Linked DNA regions of Rattus norvegicus: region 2 is linked to region 1. Evidence: chromatin contacts called from public Hi-C data. All regions are on one chromosome and are shown on one strand. Each heading gives the region's core, a stretch centred on a gene start, on an enhancer-like site or on the middle of the called end of the contact. The rest is flanking DNA. Distances are from core to core; before and after follow the strand shown.

Evidence for each region. Hi-C and Micro-C count contacts between places; a contact is called where the count stands out from the background.
Region 2: a contact with region 1 is called in a Hi-C map of the A7r5 cell line, with 4 times the contacts expected there. The contact joins two enhancer-like sites. A contact is called at or near these places in 2 of 12 Hi-C or Micro-C datasets (the A7r5 cell line and psoas muscle).

The regions. Positions count from the first base shown.
Region 1 is chr11:39,548,164-39,552,564 of GRCr8, reverse strand. No RefSeq gene overlaps it. Among named protein-coding and RNA genes, the nearest start is that of N6amt1, 520 kb to the left of the region's middle. Within about 2 kb of position 1,929, at least 9 of the 93 cell types and tissues checked have an H3K27ac peak or open chromatin away from gene starts, as enhancers often do. A contact at or near this core is called in the A7r5 cell line, where this site is marked.
Region 2 is chr11:39,717,601-39,722,001 of GRCr8, reverse strand. It overlaps the pseudogene LOC134480964. Among named protein-coding and RNA genes, the nearest start is that of N6amt1, 350 kb to the left of the region's middle. Within about 2 kb of position 2,426, at least 10 of the 93 cell types and tissues checked have an H3K27ac peak or open chromatin away from gene starts, as enhancers often do. A contact at or near this core is called in the A7r5 cell line, where this site is marked.

The DNA.
Region 1 (4,401 bases), core at 680-3,179:
AGAGAGAGAGAGAGAGAGAGAGAAACTTTGGGTCTAAAAGTTCTAAAGGAATATCTAACACTTCTAAATTCTGTTCTTGAAGATCATGCAGCAATATGGGGCATTTCAATGTCAGTATAATAAACCATGGCTGCATTTTTAAAGCTTCCAAAGTAATGGAATCCTGAATGAGGAAATCCAATCACAGAACAAAACACAGGGTGTGCAATTATGCAGTCACTGATAAGTGGATATTAGCCCCAAAGCTCGAATTATCCAAGATACAATCCACAGACCACAGGAAGCTCAAGAAAGTAGGACAACCAAAGTGTGGATGCTTCAGTCTTTGTTAAAAGGGGGAAAATACTCATAGTAGGAGATATGGGTACAAAGTTTGGATCACAGATTGAAGGAATGGCCATTCAGAGTCTGCCCCACCTGGGGATCCAGCCCATACACATACAGCCACCAAAACCAGACAATATTGATGAAACCAAGACGTGCATGCTGACAGGAGCCTGATATGGCGTCTCCTGAGAGGCTCAGCCAGAGCGTGACAAATACAGAGGTGAATGCTAGCAGCAAACCACTGAATTGAGAATGGGAGGAGTTAGAGAAAGGATTGAAGGAGCTGAAGGGGCTTATAACCCCATAAGAACAACAATACCAACCAACCAGAGTTTCCAGGGACTAAACCACTACCCAAGGAGCACTCATGGACAGACCCATGGCTCCAGCTGCATATACAGCAGAAGATGACCTTGTTGGGCACCAATGGGAGGAGAAGCCTTTGGTCCTGCCATGGCTGGAACCGCCCAGTATAGGGGAATGTCAGGGCAGGGAGGCAGGAAGGGGGTGATTGGGGAGGGGAACACCCTTATAAAAGAATGAGGAGGGGAATGCGATAGGGGGCTTGTGGACGGGAAATTGGGAAAGGGCATAACATTTGAAATGTAAATAAAAAATATCAAAAAAAAAAAGTAATGGAATCCACTGTCGACATCTGAGTGCTGCAGGAGATTTACTGACTTCACAGAGATGGGTAGACTTGTTGGGGGGTAATGTGCTGGTAATGTCCGCAAGAAAAGTTTTATATACTTAGTCTGTTTTAATGATTTCTAAGCAAATCTGGTGGTGGCGGTGCTGCTTTGTTTTCATTGGTCAAGAACCATGAAGTGGAAGGAAGTACGGCTCTCCAAAATTATATCAGTTCCTGCAGCTCTTCCTTTGAGTCAGGAATATCAGATGGGCAAGCCTAGAACAATGCAGCCTAACGTCTATGCCGGCTCAGCCTGTTAGCCTTCTTACTGGCAAGGACTTGCACAGGTACAAGGGCCCTGACCTCAGACGTGTTTGTTAGGGGAAGGATCAATGGGTCACGGTTAGCCTGGAAATCCGCTCATTTTGTATTATCAGAAGCTCCATTTTATATTAACATCACATTGTATGGATGTGTTGGCAAAGCCTGTCTAATAGGAGACTGACTGTAGGATCAAAATCTAAAAGCAAGAATAGATTGATTCAGATAATGGAAGTGATGATAATAGAGACCCAGTTCTCCCTCTGAAGACGAGCAGCTTGCAGCCAGGCAGATGTATCTAGCAGTGGGCGGTGCCTGCCCTGAAAACACCTATCACAGTCCGTGATCTCAAATGCAAAGCCAAGACCAGTTCTCAAAATCCCTTTTCTGCCAAAAGATTACCTCAGAAACCTTCAGGCACAGAATTCACGGTATGACTGGACACACTCCATAATATCTGGTGTTGCTTCTATAGCTGATATAATTTTGTGGACTCAGTACTGAGTGACAGAGTAGTGTAATACTTTGTCTCTCTACTGAGATTTGGGACACGTTTATTTCTCCAGAGTGGAGGAATTCTCTCTCATGTACTTAGCATTTCGAGGATACCGAAAGTTCATGCTGGGTTGGCAGATTAACGCTGGGACATTCCGATGCTCTTTCTAATATCCGTGACTGTTCTTACGCTGCTTAGATTTTGAGAATAGCTAAGAACTAAAGTCACCTTTTGAATATTTATGTACAATAGGGAAATCCCCTCAGCAACATGCCTGACATTTAACAACATGCCGAAAATACTTTTGATTTCATGTAACGAATCAAAGCATTTTAAAAGTGTTTATGGCTTTAAGCTTTTTTCTAAATCTAAGCACCCCAAGCAGAAAGTTTTTGAAGCGTTGACTTTATTGGGTGAATAATGCACTAAAACTTAGAGAAAATGTTATGGCTCTAAAATTTGAAAATTCCATGTAGTTTCTAATGATTAGTGATATTCTCTTGCCTTCGTCTGTCACTTTCTCTGACTTCCAATTTCTGCTTGAAACTGTAAAAGAATCGTCTCAGAGTAAAAGTCCATGGGGAACAGGTTAAATCATGGACACAGTGGTGACTTCAAGAATGTCATGTGTTCTGGAGTTTAACTGCTTCTTCATGGGGACCACAGCCTGAAGTGGAGGTCTCCCTCCTAAATGCTACTGCAGAAGCTCGAAGGCTAGTTTCAGAACTTTTCTCAATTTTTCACTCCAACTAGCACTCCACAGGAACAGAGGGGCTCTTCTTGGACACAAGATGGCAGTAGCACACCGTTCACATTGGCCATTTCCTCAGAAGGATGTAGTCACAAAATCAGTTGCTTTGTGGTAAGTTAAAAGTCCTTGTGGAAGCAGAGGGAGTGGGCCCTTTAAGAGTCTGACTAGTACAATAACCACCTTCTCCTTACCACCCCAACTGCCATATCTATACATTTCTGATGTATTTCTTCCACGACCTTCAAGATTCAGTAGTAGGGAACAGAATGATACAAAAAGTCCAGCAGCCCGAATATCAAGGAAAGATGTGACTAAAGAAAGTGAGGTCAACTGTTGTGAAGATGCCCCGAGTCAACCTTGGGGGTACATATTGTGTTCTCACAAGTGCAGTAGGATTGTGGTGCTAGGTGGTGATGGTCAACTAGGTTCGTGGCAATCTATTGTTATTATTGGGTTATTTTACTTTTTCTTCTATTTTAGGGAAGTTTGGAGTTTTGCTTTTCCTAATTTTCTGAGTTCAACACACACACACACACACACACACACACACACACACACACACACACACACACTGGTTTTTCACCAGTTACACAAAAGATTTAAAAATATTATCTTGCTTTTCCTTTGTTTTTATTTTATTAAAATGTGGCAAAATACAGTATGTATGCTTTCATGTATCAATTAGTCATTCGATTAAGAATATGTAAGAAAACTTTTTTTTTACAGAGTCACATATGGTTTCAATTAAAGTTTTGTTGTTTGTCTTTCAAAATCTTCATAAAAACACTGAGAAACGAATCCTTACTCTGGCATAAGGATCAATTGAGCTACAAGTATCTGTGATTGGCTCGTGAAAACTTGGAAATAATAATACAGAATGGGGGGGAAGGGGGAACGAGCCCAGGATGATTCTAGAATTCTGATTCAGAGTTACGGTTTTCCTGTTGGCAGAAAATTTCTGGTGATTTTCCCAGAAGCACAAAGCTGCCCTGACAATACAGAATCAACGCAAGGTGGCAGAATGACTTTTCAGAACCATTTGACTCTTAGTGTACTCAACGTTTAGACAAGTTGCTAAAAAGTAGCTATCATGAACTAAGAACAGTTGGAGACATGCTACATGCTCTCCGAGTTTTGTGGAGTGAGCAAAGAATACACATTAGAGTAATCCTATTGTGCTGGTTTTCACCTTACAGAAAAAAGTAGAACTTTTAGCAACTTTTACTATTGTTTCACTATATCTTTTGTAAGTCACTAGTAGTCTCTTAATTATTCTTGTGATTTAGCAGCAAATCTGCTTGTTACAATGAGGTTCTTAAAACGTTTGAAACTGTTTTAACATTCAGATTTTTAACAGACATCATTTGGAGCACCACTTCACTCGAGATTTTACGTGCGGGTTAATATCAGCTTTTCTATAATAAATTAAACCTCTATAATGAAGCAAATGTAATACCTATGGCTGGGGGAAATACCATCGTGAAGGCCGTGCACTCAAGTTGACAGTGTATAAAAATACGCAACCTGAGGTCAGTCTTGATTATTTCTATAGGCCCAGCATAAGAATGTTTACTTAAATTTATCTGAAAGGGTTAGAGTAATAAAAGTATTTATGAAGCCCTGCTACACTATAAAATATTTACTTGGGTGGAATTGTAAAGCTTGTCAGAAAAGGTACCTAAAGGTGAGTAAAACTTGGAAAAAAATAACTCCTGCTGTTGAATGGCTATAAACAACTGCCATTCATCTTCCATTGTGAATGCTTATGAAAAGACAAATGTTTGGTAGCAGATTGATATACTTAGATGCCGTTAACAGGACTATTGCATTTCTGACAAAGTATCTAACAAAATCCCCAGTGGCAGGCACGAGAAA
Region 2 (4,401 bases), core at 1,177-3,676, 170 kb before region 1:
TGGCCACGTCCAGGCAGACTCGGCCCAGCGGGGAACGGTGCCCTTGTAGAATGCCTTGGGCCCTCATTCTTCAGGATCTGCATGCCACAGTCCAGCGTGTTCCCGTATTTGTGTGCCTCCAGGCCCTGTATCCTAGTCTGGATCACATCCAAGGATGTGTTTCCAAAGACACTGGCAGCACCCGCAACAGCTCCAAAGATCCCCGTGATCAGTGGGTTCATAGGTTTGTTGTGGTTGTCTCCTTGGTACCAGTTGCGTAGGGAGGTCGCGACGAAGAATCGGATGGGTTGGTTTGAGCCCTGCTTTAGTACAGTAGCTGTGAGGCCTTGGTATGTCTCCTTTAGCCCTTGTTCCAGAATAATCTCTCTAACCCCGTGGAAAAATCCTCCGTACTTGGGGTTAGAGGAAGTCTGGTCATGGCTGAATTTCACCTTGATGGTCCCCATGGGGCACATGGCTATCACTGCTTCTGCCTTCATGTTGTTGCTGAGGAACTCGAACATCTCAAACCTGACAGCCGCCTTGGGGATGGAGCCATAAAGCAAGGAGCTGAGGCCGCGGTACAGGCCCAGGATGCAGCCTCGGTACAGGCCCAGGATGGCAGCCGACAGTTCGTCGCACGCAGTCCCAGATGCCCCGGTACCGAGGCGGACTCGAGCTTTCATCTAGCTGCAGTTGAGTCTTCACGTATTCAGTCGGGAAGGTGATGCAGATTTCGATGCCTCCAGCCAGGCCACCTGCTAGGATCGCCTTCCCTGGGTGTGTCAGTTGGCTTTCCCAGACCCAGGCGAGGCAGAGGTCAGAGCGCGGGGTGCGCGAGGCGCAGCCATGGCGGGCAGGAGGAGGGCGCTTGGAATCAACTTCTGGTCGAGCCTCCTCGAGTGAGGGACACTCCGGAAGGGCGGGAAGGGCGGAGGCTACTGAGACCGCGACGGGTTCTGGTCCAGGTCCTGGTTCCTTTCCTGCAGTGTGACTGTTCACTTGAATCGATTAAATTTCCTGTCATGCTCACTGCTGTCCCCTTTGTTTTGCTACTTTCTTCCTGAAGCAGAGGTGATGAAAAGTTCAGACTGTTGTCCTTGTAGTACTTTGAAAGCCTACTTAGGGAACTTTTGATATTTAAGGAGACAGAATGGAAAATATAAACTGGATGTTTTCATATACAATATTTTTGACTATGGCAGAAATCGTGTAGCTCCTACGGCTCAGTTGCCAATTTAACGCATGAACTTTCTCCTTAGCCTCACCAGCATAATAATGGTGCCTTCTAACTCATGCCTGGATATTTCTAGTGTTGGAGACTCAAAGTTTCCAAAAGGTCTACTAGAAATATCCTTTAGTGAGATTAAAGTGTGTTTTCTGTCATTTATAGCAGCTGTTGGTCATTGTGTGTGCAGCTCTCTCTGTCTCTGTCTCTCTGTCTCTCTGTCTCTCTGTCTCTCTCTCTCTCTCTGTGTGTGTGTGTGTGTGTACACAGACAGTTGTATTGTGTATCCAGAACCATTTCTGTGGTTCAGCCTTGAAGTGTTTGATGACATTGAGTGTGTTCATCTGTTCTCATTTTCAGGCTAAATAACTTCAAATCCTTTCAGTTATTCCTTACGGTCAATGACGTTAGCTGAGATTTTGAGTGCTGTCACATACATCGTTTCAACTGATTCTCAGGACAACCTGTCAGACATGTAAGGGTTTGTGGAATGCTGCATTCACATTGAGGAAATTGAGGGGCAGCAATTGCTCAGGGGCGCTGATAATTACATATTTTTTATAACCTTTTCATGGCCATCTCTTCTTTTAAGTTTTAATATTTGAAAGAAAGGAAGGGGTTTTAGCTTAAGCATAATTTGATGTAATGCAATTTTACTAAATTCAATTTAAAGTGCCTTAATATTTAACCAAGCACACACATACCTTAGTTTTGAAGGCCTTAGTTTTTAACTTGTGACATGTAAGGTAAGGACAGGAGAGAAATAATTAATTTTAGCTATTTTGTGTTTGTTAAAACATGAAGATTAGATCTTCATGCAGCTAGAAAAAAATTCTAAGTTCATTTGAAAAACTATTTATACCATTTCCTTAAGTATATCTGTTCTTCCTCCCACTCTTTCTAATTTCTACAGTTTTTATTTGTGTTGCTCTTTTCTCTCCATTGGTTATTCTGAATAATTTACTAATGAGCTCAGAAATTTCCCAGTCACTTATTTAGGATCAAATACCAAAAGGATACTGCCTCTTTTTAAGTCAAACTGCACTTTCTCATGGGAAACGCACCTCCACCTGAGAGGTGCAGTCTCATTTGTGTACTTTGCCTTCTAAATGTTACCTTTCACGCTGTAATGAATTCAAGAGGAAGCCCTACCCTTTCCTCTAAATGACTCATGAGGTAATGCCTGACAGATTAACACTACTGAATGACTAATAGGCCTCTTTCTTGCTGGTAAGTTTCTATGCATTTCATCACATTCACTGGAATGGACACACCACAGGCTACAAGGCTCCTTCTAAAAATAGAATGTGTGGAAAGGATTGCTTCAAGATTCAGAAATCTCATTCAAATAAAGTTATTAGGTTGGGGTATAAATACCAGGACGAATGATGCCATACTTGAATGCTTAAGCGATAATATTACGTGTGGGTAGTGCCAAAAATTTAGGTCATTAACATCATTATAAAAGTATTCAAAACATATATCAAAATACGCAATGTCTCTATGAGCTATCTGATAGGAAACAGAAGCTACAACCCTATTTATAAAACAAAACCAGTTGCAGAAACATCGGTTACCTCGACATATCATTTTTTAAAAATGTTTCAACTAATTTTTGTGTGATGCTATACGTTGTATATTGTCCATGTTCACCCACCTCCCATATCTTATGGAAGAACCCCACATTCCAGGCCCACACAACTTTGTGTCCTTATGCATTTTTTCTTTTTTAAAGTCAAAATCTACTAAGTCCCATTAGTGCTGCCTAAATACTTTTGGGGAAATGGTCACCCACTGGAGTGTGTTAGACTTACCATGAGCCACGCTCTTAGAGAAAACTCTCTCTCTGTCTCTCTCTATCTCTCTGTCTCTCTATCTCTTTCTCTTTCTGTCTTTGTCTCTGCTCTTTCTGTCTTCATCTCTGTTCCTGTCTGTCTGTCTGTCTGTCTGTCTGTCTGTCTTTCTCCTACCCTTTGTCAATCACTTCTTTGTTCTGGGACTTTTCTGTCTTCACCTAGTGCAGTCACCTAATGACACCTGTGACACCTAATGCTGTCACAACCACCGTGAAGTCATGCACACAATTACCCTTTTCTGTCTAGAAACACCGTTTTGTAGTCATCTACTGCTTCCGCCTCTTACAATCTTGCAGCCTCCTCTTTTGAGAGGATCCCCGATTCTTTGGAGGACTATGTGATATAGATATTCCATTTTCTCTGAATGTTGCCCAGTTCCACATATTGATAAAAGAAGCTTCCCTGATGAGAGTTGAGAGATGAACTAATCTATGAGCATTAAAAACTGTAGTCAGGGGTGAGGCCCCATAAGCAGAATAATATTAGTAAGTTCTTCCTCAGTCCCATGACCTATATAGCCACAGGTTTGTGCCCTCAGTAACTGTGCCAGGTATGAGCTCTGTTTTGTGGAATGGTGTCTTTAATACAATCAGAAAGCAACCGATCACTCCCAGTGCTTTCCCACCACCATCACACCAGTGAGCTTATCTCGCCCAGAAAATTTACAACTGGACTAGATCAATCATTACGTTTGTCTTCCAACAGCTTATATGGCTACTTCCCCACACTCTGAGGTGAGCCAGTGCAGATGAAGCAGCCATGCTAACACCAGCTTGGGTTATCCATGTTCTGTGGCTCAAGTGTATACTGTCTTCATCAATAAGGACTCACTTTTTTTTTAAAGGAAAGCAATCTTCTTTATTGTACACAGTAGAGAATATAATGCCTCAGCTCGGCAGGATATACACAGCCTTGTGCAGGGGAAATAGTTCAAATCTATTGGTAGGCTAAAGCCTTTCTGCACTGTAGACATCCACACTGGGGAAAAGAAACATACATGAAAGGGACCGCTCACCTTGACGGGGATGGCTCTCTGGGAGGTACAATGGTCCGGTGGGAATGCAAAGTGGCACTACTGTTGGGTGTCCCTTGATTGCACAACACCATCATAATAGGGGAGGGGCATCTCAGGCAACAGAAGATACTTCTCAATCATCCCAAAACAGCATAAATTCCTTTAAAAAAAACTAGAACAAACCCCAAACCAGTATAATTAAAGAGGAAAAACAAATAAAAAAGAACCCCCCCAAAATCTATATAGCATTTGCAACAAATAAATCTCTAGCCAGCTGGGGTAAAATATGCATGTATGTATAGAGTGTGTGTAGAATAGAAAAG